Regions from separate parts of the Sus scrofa genome. Here region 1 is linked to region 2. A link is a contact called in public HiChIP or PLAC-seq data. All regions are on one chromosome and are shown on one strand. The core of a region is the stretch at or near the end of the contact, and the rest is flanking DNA. Distances in the headings are between cores, read along the strand shown. Region 1 holds the start of TOR1AIP1 (torsin-1A-interacting protein 1). Region 2 holds the start of LOC110255567 (proline-rich protein HaeIII subfamily 1-like).

The links. HiChIP or PLAC-seq counts read pairs in DNA pulled down with a chosen protein or histone mark.
Region 1: an H3K27ac HiChIP or PLAC-seq map of alveolar macrophages shows a contact between it and region 2. The contact joins the promoter of TOR1AIP1 here to the promoter of LOC110255567 in region 2. A contact is called at or near these places in 1 of 5 promoter capture datasets (liver), 1 of 47 Hi-C or Micro-C datasets (heart right ventricle) and 1 of 2 datasets of contacts at active chromatin or transcription factors (alveolar macrophages).

What each region holds. Positions count from the first base shown.
Region 1 is chr9:121,509,726-121,517,319 of Sscrofa11.1, reverse strand. TOR1AIP1 (torsin-1A-interacting protein 1) reads right to left here and starts at 1,629. Exons shown (of 11, transcript XM_021063744.1): 1 at 1,285-1,629; 2 at 860-1,282. The coding sequence starts at 1,348. LOC100738642 (torsin-1A-interacting protein 2) reads left to right here and starts at 4,541. Exons shown (of 2, transcript XM_005656744.3): 1 at 4,541-4,657. It also overlaps a transcript of TOR1AIP2 not described here.
Region 2 is chr9:120,807,991-120,814,839 of Sscrofa11.1, reverse strand. It overlaps LOC110255567 (proline-rich protein HaeIII subfamily 1-like), which reads left to right and starts at 4,225. Exons shown (of 1, transcript XM_021063968.1): 1 at 4,225-5,370. The coding sequence starts at 4,225. The coding sequence ends at 5,370. It overlaps FAM20B (glycosaminoglycan xylosylkinase), which reads right to left and starts at 5,134. Exons shown (of 8, transcript XM_021063731.1): 1 at 4,909-5,134.

The DNA.
Region 1 (7,594 bases), core at 380-2,879, 710 kb before region 2:
CACCTGTGACTTTCCTACATCTCTACAATCACTCTGTCAGTATTCTTGTGGCCCCTTTAGACGATGATTAATTAAGGGTCTTGCTTTGTTGGGCTACTCCTTAACCACTGAGGTTAGACTGAGGATCCCCAATATGCCCGTGCCTAATTTTTGGCAGAAACTCATGACACTCAGGAAAGAGTGATCAGCTCAAGTTTATCAGACACTGGGAGCTTCAAGTTCGGGATAAATGCTTACCCCATTTCGGTGTTAAGTATTTGGGTGAGATCTCAAGGCAATTCATCAACTACACCAAGCCCTCAAAACGGCCACTCACAAAATTCTCCCTCTCTCCCTACCTGGGTAGTGATGGAAAAAGACTGGAAGGTTAGATGAGATCCAAAATTCTCAGCTGGGGACTTCTGGCCTCCGAGATTTAAAGGAGGAAATGGAAGTGGTTTGGTAGAAACATCCGCAGGACAGAGAAAACCGGCAAGAAACCGACCCTGGAGTGATTCAGTGTCCCGCCTACCGCCTAACTCGCCTTCCTAACGTGCAGGCCTGCAGACCAGTGGCAAGCCTCGACACCCCTAAACTGATGCCCCGGGATGCACGCGGCTCCTGAGCTCTGCTGAAGTCGCTCTGCACGACTTCCTTTCCTTCCAGCATCCCCGCCCCTGCCTCTTTCCCGCCAGCGGTCGGGGCGGACCCGGCGTGGGGGCGCACGTCCACCCGGGCAGAGGCGCCCAGGAGCGGATGAGCGCCAGGCAGGCAGGCAGGCAAGTAGGCACACGCAGCGCGCACACCCTCCGCGCGCGGCCCCGCCCGCGGCACTCCCTCCCTGGCTCTCGGCTGCGACTGTTACCTCCGTCGGCCTCACCTTCAGATGAATGGGAGTCCCGTAATCCTCTCCTGGTCGTGACCGGAGACGACTGGAGCGGAGGCGGCTGTGAGTGAGGCTGCTGCTGCTGCTGCTGGAGGCGGGTACCCCTTCGCGTTTTCATCTCCTCGGCTTCCGGGAGCCGCGGCTGCCTCTGCCGCCGAGACCGAAGGTAATAAGCGCTTTCTCTCACTTCCTCTTTCGCTGAATCGGGCCGGAACTCTTCTAGCGGAATCTGCCTTCCCACCGGGACCTTTTCTTTGGCCGCCCGGGGCTCGAAGTCGCCGTACACTTCGGGCGGCTCTTCTGAGAACCTCACTTCCCGCCGGCTGTGGCGCGGCGGCGTAGGAGTTCCGTACGCAGGCGCATCACTGCCGCCGCCATTTTGAGGGGCGAGCCGGGACCTTCCTTCCCTCAGCGGGCCCTGGGCGTGACGTACACCCCCCATCCTTCCCTCACCGGCTCCGCCCGCCGCTCCTCGCTCGCCATAGTTGTTGACGTAGCTTGAGTCGATCGCTAAGATGATTTCGGGGGAGCCTGTAGATTCTTCTCCCTTTGCGGGCGATGGCTTTTCGGGGTAGTGGGCGGTGGTGTCGGCGGTCAGGGAGGCAGTTGAGAGTCGCCCGGGCTGCCGCTGGCGTCGTCGCTGCTGTGCTGCAAACCTGCCTCTGGGCCCATGGTGTGTTCTGAGGGCTGTGGGACAGGCAGTGCCGGTGCTGGGTCAGCTGCCGCGGGTCACTCCCGCCTCTTGGCTGAAGGCACCAAAGAGGAGGAGAAGAGGGAGGAGGACGTCGCTGTTCTCAGCCTTCGGGGAGGAGGAGGGGTGGGGGACGACGGAGAAGGGACAACTGGCTGGGCAAGTAGCCAGTCCTCTGCCCAGCTGCTCGTGGCGACTATTTGTTGCCCGCACGCAGGAGACGCCCGGGCCGGCCCGGCCCCCATACCGAGTCCCTGGGGAAGGCGGGGCGAGACGGGCTCGAGGGGGAGTTTCGGTCCTTGAGCCCAGGCTGTTGCGCACTTTCCCCGCTGCCTTTTTGATCGACTGCTGCCTTAGCCGTACCTTTCCATGTGCCCCTAGCAGGGGTGATAAGAAAGGTACTTTTGCAGGTTTCCTCTCTGCTTGGAGAAAATATTAGTTTCAAGCTCCTCGTGAAGGCAGTTAACCGGTTTTAGGTTTTTAAGTCACAGTTGAGTGTACAAAATCGGATCTACAGGTTGACTCGGGTGGATTCCCGTGTGTAAAATGCACACACAGCGAACATTCCTGGCTTCGGATAAAAACTCTATTCCAGCAGCACTGTTCAGAAACCATGTTAGTGCTGTGTTACAGGCAGAATCGCTTAGGTTTCTGCCTGTTAGGAACTGCACTTAGTTTAGTCTTGTTTATACAATACAGCCAAAGAAACTGAAGGAGTAGCAGCATGGGAAATGACACTTTTTAAAAATCTTTGGTGAAAAGCATCTTCTTCCTCGTCAACCTGCATTAGATATTATTTGGAAATATGTGGGACTTAGATCTTTTCTAACAAAATGCTGGGAAATGTTCACACTTGGTTAGTACCCGCCTTTTATTTTTTAGGCAATAGTTTATAGGTGCCTATTAAATTACTCATTCATATGATAAAGGTTCTGTAATAAAGTCATTAAAGTGTATAAAACTTTATAGGATTACTAATCAGGAATGCATATATTAAGAGCCTCTTTAAAACAGTTGCCAGGACAGGTGACTATATAGAAACTTGGACCTTAACAGTATATTTGCTTAGGATTTTCCCTCTTTTGTCTAGGTAATAAGGATACATAATTCTAGCTCTGCCCTACGTGCCTCCACACCTAGTAATCTTACAAATACCAACTTTCATCACTAACTGAGGTAAAGCTAAACTCTTGTCAAACCAGATGTTCTGCTGTAGATGTTTTCCAGACTACAGGGGTGGCCCAAAAGAGGTGACATTGCATAGACAGTAGATTCATAGCTAATATAAGGGAATTGCTTGGCCATCAATACCAAAAGGAATCATGAGCTCTGGATGTTACTTTAGGAGTTTGAGATATGTGGAGGAATTTAGTGAATCAAAAGAGAACAAGAGAAGAAATGATTAGAACAATGTACTCATTAATTTAAGCGTCTACTAGGATATATGAATACGTATTCATAAGTATATGAATTAAATTAATGAGAGTTTTCTTTACCCTGAGAGAATTTGCCATGTATTAGGGAAGACATGCAAAATAGTAAAATTCAGGTTAAGTGACTGGCATTAAGTGAAATACCTTGCTCTTAGGCCTAGGTCTAGAAATCTAATGTTCTTGACACTGGATTTCTAAGTAAAGGAGCTATTTTAAATGATAATTTTTGAACATGAATTTTTAGTTTAGGGTAACCAGAAATCCTGTTATTTACTGAGAAAGAATTTATCAAGTCATTGTGCATAATATCTACATTTCTGGTCAATAGGGAAATAACTTTGGGGATTGTATCTTGGTAGAAAGAGGTAACATTGTTATTTTTAATAAGGAAAAGATTAAAATATTTAGAGGAAGTAAATTAAAGACATAGGAGTTAGCTGCATTTATTCCCCATCTCACATCAACAGAAAAATATTTTCAAGACTTAATACAAATGAAAACATCTAGCTTGAGATATTATACTGAAATTAAGAAATTAAAACTCAATAAAGTGACTAGAATGTAGTATTCTTCCTCTTATTGTTTGTTGAATTAGAAATTGCAGTCAAACAATTAAAAAGCATCCAAGATGTTCCCAAATCCTGTGTCTTCTGCCAAAAGAGGATGGTTGCAAGGTGAAGACACCAAAAATCAGTTACATGAAGAAGCATTAGTCCAGTTAATATTGGGGGTTATGCTATGCACCAGACAAAAGCTGTTCTAGGTGCTGGGATACAGCAGTAAAAAATAGACCTAAAACCAACCCTCCCTGCCTTGGATTTCATATTCTATGGGAGTCAGATAAAAATTATAGTAAGTAAAATAGTGCGTTGGTCAGAAGTGTTTGGAAAAAAATTAGCAGAGGGGAAGTCGAGATTTATGTAGATTTCTTCTATGCTGTCTTGAATTGGTGCAGGTCAGGAACTAGAATTTTAGACTTGACTTTGCCCAATTAGTTGTTCTTGGGTAAATTGCCATCTCAATTTTCACATAAGATTAATAGATCAGATAATGGCTTTTATTCATCATTTACTACAGTCATTTAGCAGACACTCTTGCGCACTTTAGCTCATTTACTCACAGCCACCTGATGAGGTATGTAGCCTTGCCCCATTGGACACCAGCAAACTGAGGTTTAGATCAGGACAAGCACCTCGTAATGGTAGAGGCCAGGTTCTAAGTCAAGTCGGACTGGTGCTTGCCATTATCATGGGGTAGTGCCCCTCACTGTGTTGCTTCCACTGGTTCTTTGAGCCTATGAACTTTCGGGGTTTTTTTAAGGGAGAATTAGGGTCATCCGACGTCTGGCAGAGAGACGCTCGCCTCCGGGTCAGAGAGCAGCGCGAGTGCGCGCTCACGGCGCCTGCAGCCTCGTGCCCGGGCGCTGGCCGGCGCCGGGGAGTGAGAGGGAGGTGCCGACTGCAGGGAGGAGGGGCCGGCGCCTACCAGTCCCAGCATTCCGCGGGCGCCTGCCCTCCCCTCGGAGGTCGCCGTCACGTGGGCTGGGACGGGGACGACGTTCTGTTCTGCCGCGTCGGAGGGGTGCAGCCCGGCGTTGGGGAGCAGAAAGGACCCTCGAAGGGCTCTCCTGACGTTGACAGTCGACGATTTAAAGCCCCGCTAGAATTTGTAAGTGAGTAAAATGTATATACAACTTTTCCATGTTTTAATATTTGATCTGATATCTTCTTTTTAAATATCTTTCAGAAACGATCCCTCCCCACCCCCACCTCCCTACCGCAAAACCCTTAAACGGAGCAGGTTGGAGGTATATTTTTGTTTTGGAGTGGAAAAAGAGAAACAGAATTGTGTAAACATTAAATAGAGCAAGGTGGGAATAAATGCTTGGTTCGGACTTTGCGATGAGAAGCAGAATTCCTGTAAGGTTCAAATGTAAACGGGCAAACTACCAGTACAGGTGGTGATTACTCTCTTTTCTTCCGTGCTTAACAGGATCCCATCCATTCGTCGTCTTGATCCTTGTAAGATAGTGCCCACCCTCCCGCCCCGCCTTTTAGCCTTAATGGTACTGAAAAGACCAAGTTTGAAGTAAGACTCTATAATTACTAATTTCTTACATAGCGTATAGGTATTCCCAACTGTATTATCATACCTAGTGAGAAAGTTTTCTTCTTTTTCCCTCCTTCAAAAAAGTGTACTCTCTACTAAATCAGTAATGCTTGTTTCGTACACAGATACAGAAATGAGTTATCTTAATCTGATTCAACGTATTTTGTTTCAGTTTTACCTGTCTTTCGGTTTTAAAACATTTTGTTTTGGATCTAGATCCAACATAAACCATTTTGTTTTGGATCCTTTCCTAATCTGTTTTTTAAGAATCGGGGCTGTGGTTGTTATCCATATTTATCAGTTTTGTTTTTCAAGCACAGGGCTCGTATATAAATGGCCAGTGGAAAATAATTTAATTTCAAAAGGAACTAGTGGTAGAGGAACTAAAAACGTTCCTGAAGGCCTTTGTGTAGACTAGAACAGTTGGAAAAACTGACATTTGCTGTGACAATTTTGAGAGCCTCCCCTCAGTAATGTTTATTATGCTGAATGCAGAGTCCACAACTTGATTACCAGTTTTGCTGCTGGTTTATCACATAGCCATACGTGACTCATTTAAGCTCTGTTTCACTTGTTTTTCTTCCTAACGTAGAGATAATACTAGCCCGAGAGTCTCCATAATTCACACATAAAGTAACTTAAGAATTTAACTAATTATTTGAGGATTATTGGGAATTTTAATAATGTGTAGTGTCTGGTATGTAATTTATTTTTGCCTAGGAAACAATTGTAAACTGTATGCAACAGAAATCCAATTTCTCTGAAGTGTCACTTGAACTTCTCAAGGAAAGTTTGCTCAGAAAAGCACAGTTTGCTCTAGGCTTTTAACTTTGTATTTAGAATTGTAATTGTGTTAAAATTTCAGTAATAGTCTATATTTTATGGCTACTACTGTGTCCCCCAAGAGAGAATTCAGTATAGTGATTATCATTTATTATAAGTTTTGCACAGCAGATCAAATATTTATGAATCAAGAAAGAAAATTAAATGGGATAGTTTAAGGACTCAGTAAGTGGAAACAGTTATTAATTGGACTGCTTAACTCTTAACTAATATTAAAGAATTGGCATATGGTTTTGGTAATCAAAATAGAAAGAAAAGGAGTTCCTGTCGTGGCTCTGTGGAGACGAATCTGACGGGTATCCATGAGGACACAGGTTTGATCCCTGGCCTCGCTCTGTGAGTTAAGGATCCGGCATTACCGGGAGCTGTTGTGTAGGCCGCAGACATGGCTTGGATCTGGTGTTGCTGTGGCGGTGGTGTAAGCCAGCAGCTACAGCTCCAATTTGACCCCTAGCCTGGGAACCTTCATATGCTGCAGGTGTGGCCCTAAAGACAAAAAAAGAAAATTCACCTGTAATTCCATTACCTCAACAAATCAAATTATTTTGACTTTTATGTACTCTTTAGCCCTTGACCATGGGTATATATAATCTAAATGTAATAAAATTTTTGAAAAAAATGCAAATTTAAACATTGGTTTGTAAATTTCTCAGAGCTTTAATTATATAAATAGAGCTTTCTGGTTCTGCCTTTGTTCTCATCCGTCTACTGAAGAAACAACGGGACTTTCCTCTAGCCCAGTTTCCTCTTGCTTTCCCCACTCCAAAAAATAAACAACTGTCTAGTTGCACTTTTACTTAATAGTTCAAATAATTATAAACACTTCTTCCTGAGACTTCTTTTGTGTCCCCATAGTTTTAAGGGCTGCACATTTTTCTCTTTAACCCTCATAATGCTGCTTTCATCTAGGTAGTGTTATTCCATTTTGTGGTTAAGAAAACCAGGGAAATGGGGGAGAGTTCACCAAGTCAGGCGCTGGAGCTCTCATTCAGGCCTAGGCAGTCTGACTTTGGAGGACAATGCTGCAAGGGTCTCATATTTATAGATTCACTGTGTGGATGTTGGGTCACATATATAGGCAGGAGTTGATCCTGGAGGCTGATGTGCAACTTCTTTGTATAAGAGTAACAAACAGTATTTGCACTTTATAACTACCATGACCACCACATGTAAAACAAATTTTTCAGAAAAACAAGGGTAGGGATGTGTTTAGTGCCTTAACAGGTGAAGCATTCACTTATGGTTTTATTAGTTGTGGCAGTAAAAATATGATTTAGGAGTTCCCATCGTGGCTCAGCAGAAATGAACCTGACTAGCATCCATGAGGACGCAGGTTCGATTCCTGGCCTCGCTCAGTGGGTTAAGGATCCAGCATTGCCTTGAGCTGTGGTGTAGGTCGCAGACAAGTCTCAGATCTGGTGTTGCTGTGGCTGTGGTGTAGGCGGGCAGCTCCAGCTCCGATTTGACCCCTAGCCTGAGAACCTCCATATGCCACGGGTGCAGCCCTAAAACAAACAAAAATATATACGATTTATACCCGAGACAACTTATTAAGACTAAATGTACCCTTTTAAAATTAGAGATAAACATGGTATGGTATATAGTGACAGGAAACCAGCTTTTCTTCATTGAAACAGTGCTTCTTTAACCTTA
Region 2 (6,849 bases), core at 2,976-5,475:
GAATTCAGATATAGAGTAAAAACGCTGAAATATCCAACTTTATACACTCCGTTTTTCATTACTGCCTCTGCATACCTTGCTTTCACCTCTTAAGGCAACCGCTATTGCCACACTGGCATCTGGCACTGGTTGGGACTGGGAGTAAAGATGATGTGGAAATGCTAAGAGGAAGACTGGAGATAGTCCAAGACATTGCCTGAGAATGGTACGAGACAGGGCTGGAACCAGATCTTCAAGAATTACTGGCAATGCTCTCTGAAAGGAGAACCTCCACGGGTATCTCCATAGCATCTTCTTTTTCCCACAGAGAGAACTATAGGGACCTAAATGCATGGATACAGAGGGCAAGTTCACTATCTAAACCAAGGAAAAGAAACAACAAATGAACAGAAGGTCTTTGGGCAGCCAAAATCATCATCTCCAAGTTCATCCACTCACAAAGAAGATCCAGGCAGACCCTCTCTAAGCCTATTCAGCTGTTTTGCTTTCAATTTCAGGAAGCAGAGTTCTGTGGGATGCGACTCCATGGGAGGTCAGATGCTGCAAAAATTTAAAAGAGGGCAGCAGGGACACGAACACCAGCAAAAGCACAGCTTTTCCACCGCGAAAAGAAACAGATTAACTAATGAAAGCAAATTCAAGACTCCAAAGAGCAGAGGGGCAAACCACTGCCATATTCCAGTCAGCTCAAAGCCCTTCAGGGTTAGTCTGCCATCGTAGCCTTCAGTCAATAAAGGTTAAACTGTATTGTTTAAAAAACAAAACATACGCAACTGTGCAAATACATTGGAAAATTTTTTTCCAAAAAAAGTGTAGCTAAAATAAGAATTTGGGGGGAGTTCCCGTTGTGGCTCAGCAGATTACAAACCTGACTAGTAACCATGAGGATGCGGGTTTGATCCCTGGCCTCTTGCTCGGTGGGGTTAAAGATCCAGCGTTGCCAGGAGCTGTGGTGTAGGTCATAGATGATGGCTCAGATCTAGTGATGCTGTGGCGTAGGCTGGTAGCTGCAGCTGATTCGATCCCTAGCCTGGGAACTTCCATATGCTTCAGGTGTGGCCCTAAAAAATAAATAAGTAAATAAATAAATAAAGGGATTTTTGCACATATCTTTATTTCCACACTACTCTACACCTAAAGCAGAAAGTCAGGAATTAAGAGCATGGAACGATCAAACGTCCCTGCCCCAACCTGTACTTGGTTCTGCTTCATATTCATAGTATCATATTCCTTGAGCTCCTTTTAAAAAATGTACCCAAATTAACACCTTTCCCTCCAAAGGGGAGTTACCTTGCCAGAAAGTACAGACTTCCAAACACACACCCAACAAAACTCAGTTTCTCTTTTCTGCATCTGCCTTCATCTCTTACCTCATACAGCGGAGAGAGATGCTCCCCCCGGCCCAGGCTCACTAGATCCAGAGCTAGGCCTTCCTTCTACCCATTTTGGTTAAGAATGACAACATCCCAAGTGAGAGCTCTGTATTATATTCTCCCTCGGATGGCTCTAGCAGTCACATTGACATTACAGATTGGCTGAAAGCTATTTTCCGTTGCAAAGGAAGGTTTTCCTTCTGTTCTGTATCCCAGCTCTGTGCTAATGAATTCATTAGTTCTTGAAGGTTAGAGAGGCACTCAAGGAAGAGAAAGAGGGAGAGGTAGTCAGGTGGGGTGTGAGGACTTGCTGGAGAAGCACTCAGGGAGGGATAACTCACTTCTCCCACCCCCAACAGGAAGGACCAGGAGATGGACAGTCAGGATCCAGGATACTGGCGTGGCCAATAGTAGGAGCTCCAGTACCCCAATATGAAGGACCAGAAGATGGACAGTCAGGATCCAGGACACTGGCATGGCCAACACCAAGAGCTCCAGTTCTACTGGTGCAAAAATATTGTCTACCAATCCAACTGCTCAGTGAGCCTAGCCAGGGAAGGCTGCAGGAGCAAGTCTGTGAAGCTGCACCTGAGTGGAGGACCATACGCTGATCCCAGGCTGCAGGTGGCTAGACCACCACACAGTCACACCATCAGATTTCAAAGCAGCTCCATCAAGTAACACGCTTTACAGACAGATACCCATCTCAAGGGAACTATTTTCAACAGGACTCTTACACACGCTTTCTTGGCTTTTTTCTTTTTCCTATAAGGAGGGACACAAACAAATTTAATATCTGCACTATAACATTTCCTCCTCTCTCATACTGTTTTCCATTCATTCATTCAACTACCAAATATTTCTTGGACACCTACTATGCACTGTGCCTACAGTGCAAAAAGAAAAGGACATCAATCATCGGCACTACAACAACAAAACTGTTGTGCTTCATTCCACTTGTGCTCCCCACCCCAAAACCACCTGCCACTTAGTCCCAGAGTGGACCTCAGCTTCAGAAGAAAGTCTTCCTTTTACTGTTTGCAAAGAGGGCCATAGAATACAAAGAGCAGCCTACTGCTTCTATTCTAGGACGAGAGCAATCACCAAGAGGCAACCACTGAGGTTGCTATTTTTAAAAGTTATCAATTCAAGAGCTGAAGTATCTGGCTTCAGGGTCTGTACCATTGAAATGATGGTCACACAAAGTGAAGGAAGCTGAAGCCTGCCCTGCAAGTAAAGGAGAAGGGAAGTTTCACTTAGAAACTCAAAATTCAGAAAAGATAAAAAGCAGATGCTTTAACGCGGCGTGAAAGAGTTGAAGTCTACAGATGGACATCAAGAGAATGGACTAAAGGTCAAGGAATTATCAACTCAATGTAAGATAACTCCATGCCATAAAGGATTAGATGACAGAAATTACTTTCCCTATTTCAAAGCACTCAGGGCATGTGTTCTCCAATTTTCTTTCCTTAACCAAATCATAGCTATTTTCCTACTAGTGCCAGAGAAACAAACAGAACAAATCGCTGTCACATTATACCCATCGTATTGAAGAAATGCTGTGAGCTCTAACATTTCCTGATCGTCTTTTACCTCCATTCATTTTTATCACTGCGCTTTACTGTAAGTGAAGGTGAGAGTCTGAATTGCTTGCTTGTGTTTCTTTATTCTCTTTTGACAAGCACTTTCAAAGGGGAAAGGACTTCTTGTTGATTGATGCTACTATCTGGTTCTAAAGGCCAAAGTTCAACATCTTCACAAATTTCAGAAGTTATTAATTTAACACAAAACATTATTTTCTTTCTGGCCACATCCATGATATGCAGAGGTTCCTGGACCAGGGATTGAACCTGTGCCACAGCAGTGAGTGGAGCCACAGCAGTGACAATGCCAGATCCTTAAAAGGCTAGGCCACCAGGGAACTACAGGTTAATTTTAAATCCACCTTAGACTGACTCTAAGTCTAGGCAAATAATTTAGCATTTTTAATATCTGTTTCTCAGAGACATGTCTTCTTTTTTAGTTTTTTTGGGGGTCTGCACTTGCAGCACATGGAAGTTACCAGGCTAAGGACTGAATCAGAGCTGTGGCTTCCAGCCCACACCGCAGCCACAGCAAGGCAGGTTCCCAGCTGCATCTGTGACCTACACTGGAGCCTGGGGAACGCCTGATCCTTAACCCACTGAGCGGGGCCTGGGATTGAACCCTCATCTTCATGGATACTAGTTGGGTTCGTTTCTGTTGAGCCACGATGGGAACTCCTCTCAGGGATATGTCTTGATGATAAATAACAGTATATGTGAAAGCACTCTGAGGCTTAGTTCAAAGCTCCTATATAAACTTAAGCCCTGTAATACATAAGCACCCTAAGGTCTCTGGACCAATTTAAAATAATCGATCCCAATGAAAGGTATGCATTTTACAACACAAGGAGAACACGAATACTTAGCAAACAGTAATCACAGTCACAGTTTACAGTTATAAAGTCCTACAATTTAAAAACGAAAAGATCCCACATTTTTGTTCTTTTCAAAGTGCGAAATCACACCTGCAGAGGGAAAGTGGCTGGTGATGATTTGATACTTGACCCCAGATTCAACTCGCTGTACCAAGCGTCTCATTTCCCTGATTATAAACTAGCCCTATAAATGATACTATGGTCATTTAAAGGACTAACAATTCCCTAACGACCAATCATGCCTTGTCCCCTTCACTTTCCCTCCAACGTCCTTCTACCCTTTCTCTTCCTACCGGTTGACTTGTAGGTAACAGAAACCTGATGAGAATGAAACTCTTTATCAGTTTCCACAATCAAGGACGCAACTTGACAACTGCCTCACGCTCATCGTTGATGGCAACGTTTCGGTTCGCTTTCAATCGCCGGGCCAGCGAACCCGGAAATGAAATCTCAAGCGCAACCCACTTCGGACGGCCGTATCGTTTCCTTAAGTTGTGCCGGACTGCGAGCACGGGATACGCGACCCCGAGGAGACCCGGACCCCTAGGCACCGTTACCCCGCCTCCCGCCTCCGGCCTGGAGGTCACTCGCGCTTTTCGGCCACGAGGTGGGCCCGCGATCCCCTCTGCGCTGCTGCAGCGGGCACTCGGCGGGACACGAGGGCGGCACCGTGGGCCAGTCACCTCTGGGGACCGAGTCGGGGCGCAAGGGTGGGTCATTAAACAGACCCTGGGCAGCACGAGGCGCCCCCAGGTAAGGCCCGCGCCTCCGGCGGGCCGAAGAGACGGCGGCCTCGACCGAGTCACTTCGGCCGCGACGGCCCCGCATGAGCCCGCTCGGGGCCAGCGAGGCACCGTGCGCGGCCCGGGCCAGTCTCCGAGGCAGCGGCCGCTCCGGGACCTCTCAGGGCACCGGCGCCCAGCCCCTCAGGGAGGCGCCCCGCCCCAGGCAGCCCCCGCCCGGCGCGCGGCACGCACCGCGCCCCGCCCGGGGGCCGGCCCGCACTTTCCCGCCCGCCGCGCCGCGCCGCGCCGGGGACTGGGGTCGCGCGCCCTCCCCCGCTCCCACACTGCTCACCTGCCGGGCCCTAGGCTCGCTCCATGGCCACCCTCGCGGTGCGGTGCGGCGCGGCCTCGGCCGCCCCCGCCGCCTCCGGGGAGGGGCAGCCCCACGCCGCGCTCACCGCCCCCAGCCGCCGCCACTGCGGCTCCCGCCTACCCCCAGCCCGGCCATTCCCTGGCCACCTCTCCCCGCGCGGAGCCGGCGGTCCCACACCCACCCCCCGCCTCCGCGGCTCGCGACTGTTGGTACCGTCCTAGCGTAACGCCTTCCCCGCGGCCAATCCAAGGGCTCCTTCCGCGAGGCCCCACCCCCACCCTCGGTGGGCGGGCCTACCGGACACGCTTCGGACCGCCCCCCTTTAACCCGTGGCGTCCCTGGCTGGCCCCGCTTAACTCTCTCCACGCCAGTACACGCCTCTCCGGCTTCTCCCTGCCGCCCCACCCCGCTTACATAAACTGGCCTCTCACTTCTCTCTAGCCTTTGCTTTTTCGATTCGGGTAGGCAGCCAGGATGCGGGACTGGAAGTAGTTGTCCCTTAGGTTAAGTTCTATTTGTGAGAAGCAATTTCCCTACTCCTTTTACCCTTTTCATTTGCCTCCACTTCTGCGTGTGCAAATCGCTCTTCCTTCGGATCCGAGAGCAAAGCTCCCTGCTACCTTTTGTAGCATTTAACAAAAATGTGACTCGTTTGCTGTAATAGTTTCTTAACGTCTATCTCTTGCAATGGACTCTAAGCCCCATGAGGGCAGGGCGATCGTGTCTGGGTCTCCAATGCCTGACACTCAGTAGACTCCCTATAAATCATTTGAATATAAGATTCTCCTTTCCCTTAAAGTGTCTGCTTTCCACTGACTCCATACAGTCCATCCGCTATATAGCATATCCATTCATTTATTCATCATATGCTAAGCGGGGACCCAGTGTACCCGTCCCTGAAATGTTATAATGCACAGTGATCCATGTGATGAGATGTGTGGTGGGAGAGACTGGGCTGAAACTTTTTTCAGGCTCCATACTTCATTTGAGAAGCAAAGCATAGTGGAAAGAACTCCTCCTTAAATTAGGAAATGTGTGGGGAAAGTACTCACAAATTATTTTAGTGTTAGTTATTATTCATGTGTGTTATTGAGCACTTACTCTCAGGAGATCCTAGAGAAATAATTGGGCTTGATAACTGCCGCAGCCCCTTTGCAGAAGACATTACATCACTGCAAGGAGTATATGGTCAGAAGGAGTTGTATCAGCCTTTTACTGGATGTATTTGAAAATGCTTAGAGGTTGTTATCTGATCATGGAACACGCAATTCGTGGGGAAATGAGCTGGATGATAATGAGAGTCTACCTTATGTCTCTACACAGGAACATTGGTCTGCCTGCAGTTGCTAATCCTCCTGAACCTTGCTCATTACCCCGGGAGATCAGAAAGCAAAGGGCAAATGAGGAGTTCCTGCTGTGGTGCAGCAGGTTAAAGACCCAGCATTGTCTCTTTGGCAGTGTGGGTTTAAGCCCTGGCCTGGCACGGTGGGTTAAGGATCCAGCATTGCCACAGCTGTGGTGTAGGTTGCAGCTATGGCTCGGATTCAGTCCCTGGCCTGGGAATTTCCATATGTGTGAGTGTGGCCAAAAAAAAAAAAAAAAAAAAGGGTGGAGTGGGGTGGGGGGCAAATCAACATTTCCTCTAAGACATCTTACCCCCAAAGGACTCTCCTTTCTTACCTGTAACTCTGATAAAGGCAGTGAGCGAGGGCTGTCTAATGCACTGCTCAGGAGAAGGCAGGTCAGTGCATCCTGCAGCTGTAGTTTCATGGTGATGCGCCCTGCCCCCATCTTTACAGATATTCAGAGAGAGGGGTTCCCGGCCTCTCTAGGCAACCCACTGCAGTACTTAATTTCACATCCTTCGAGTCCTTCCATCAATCCCACGTGCTGAGAACAGACACAGTTTCTCTTTTTGTT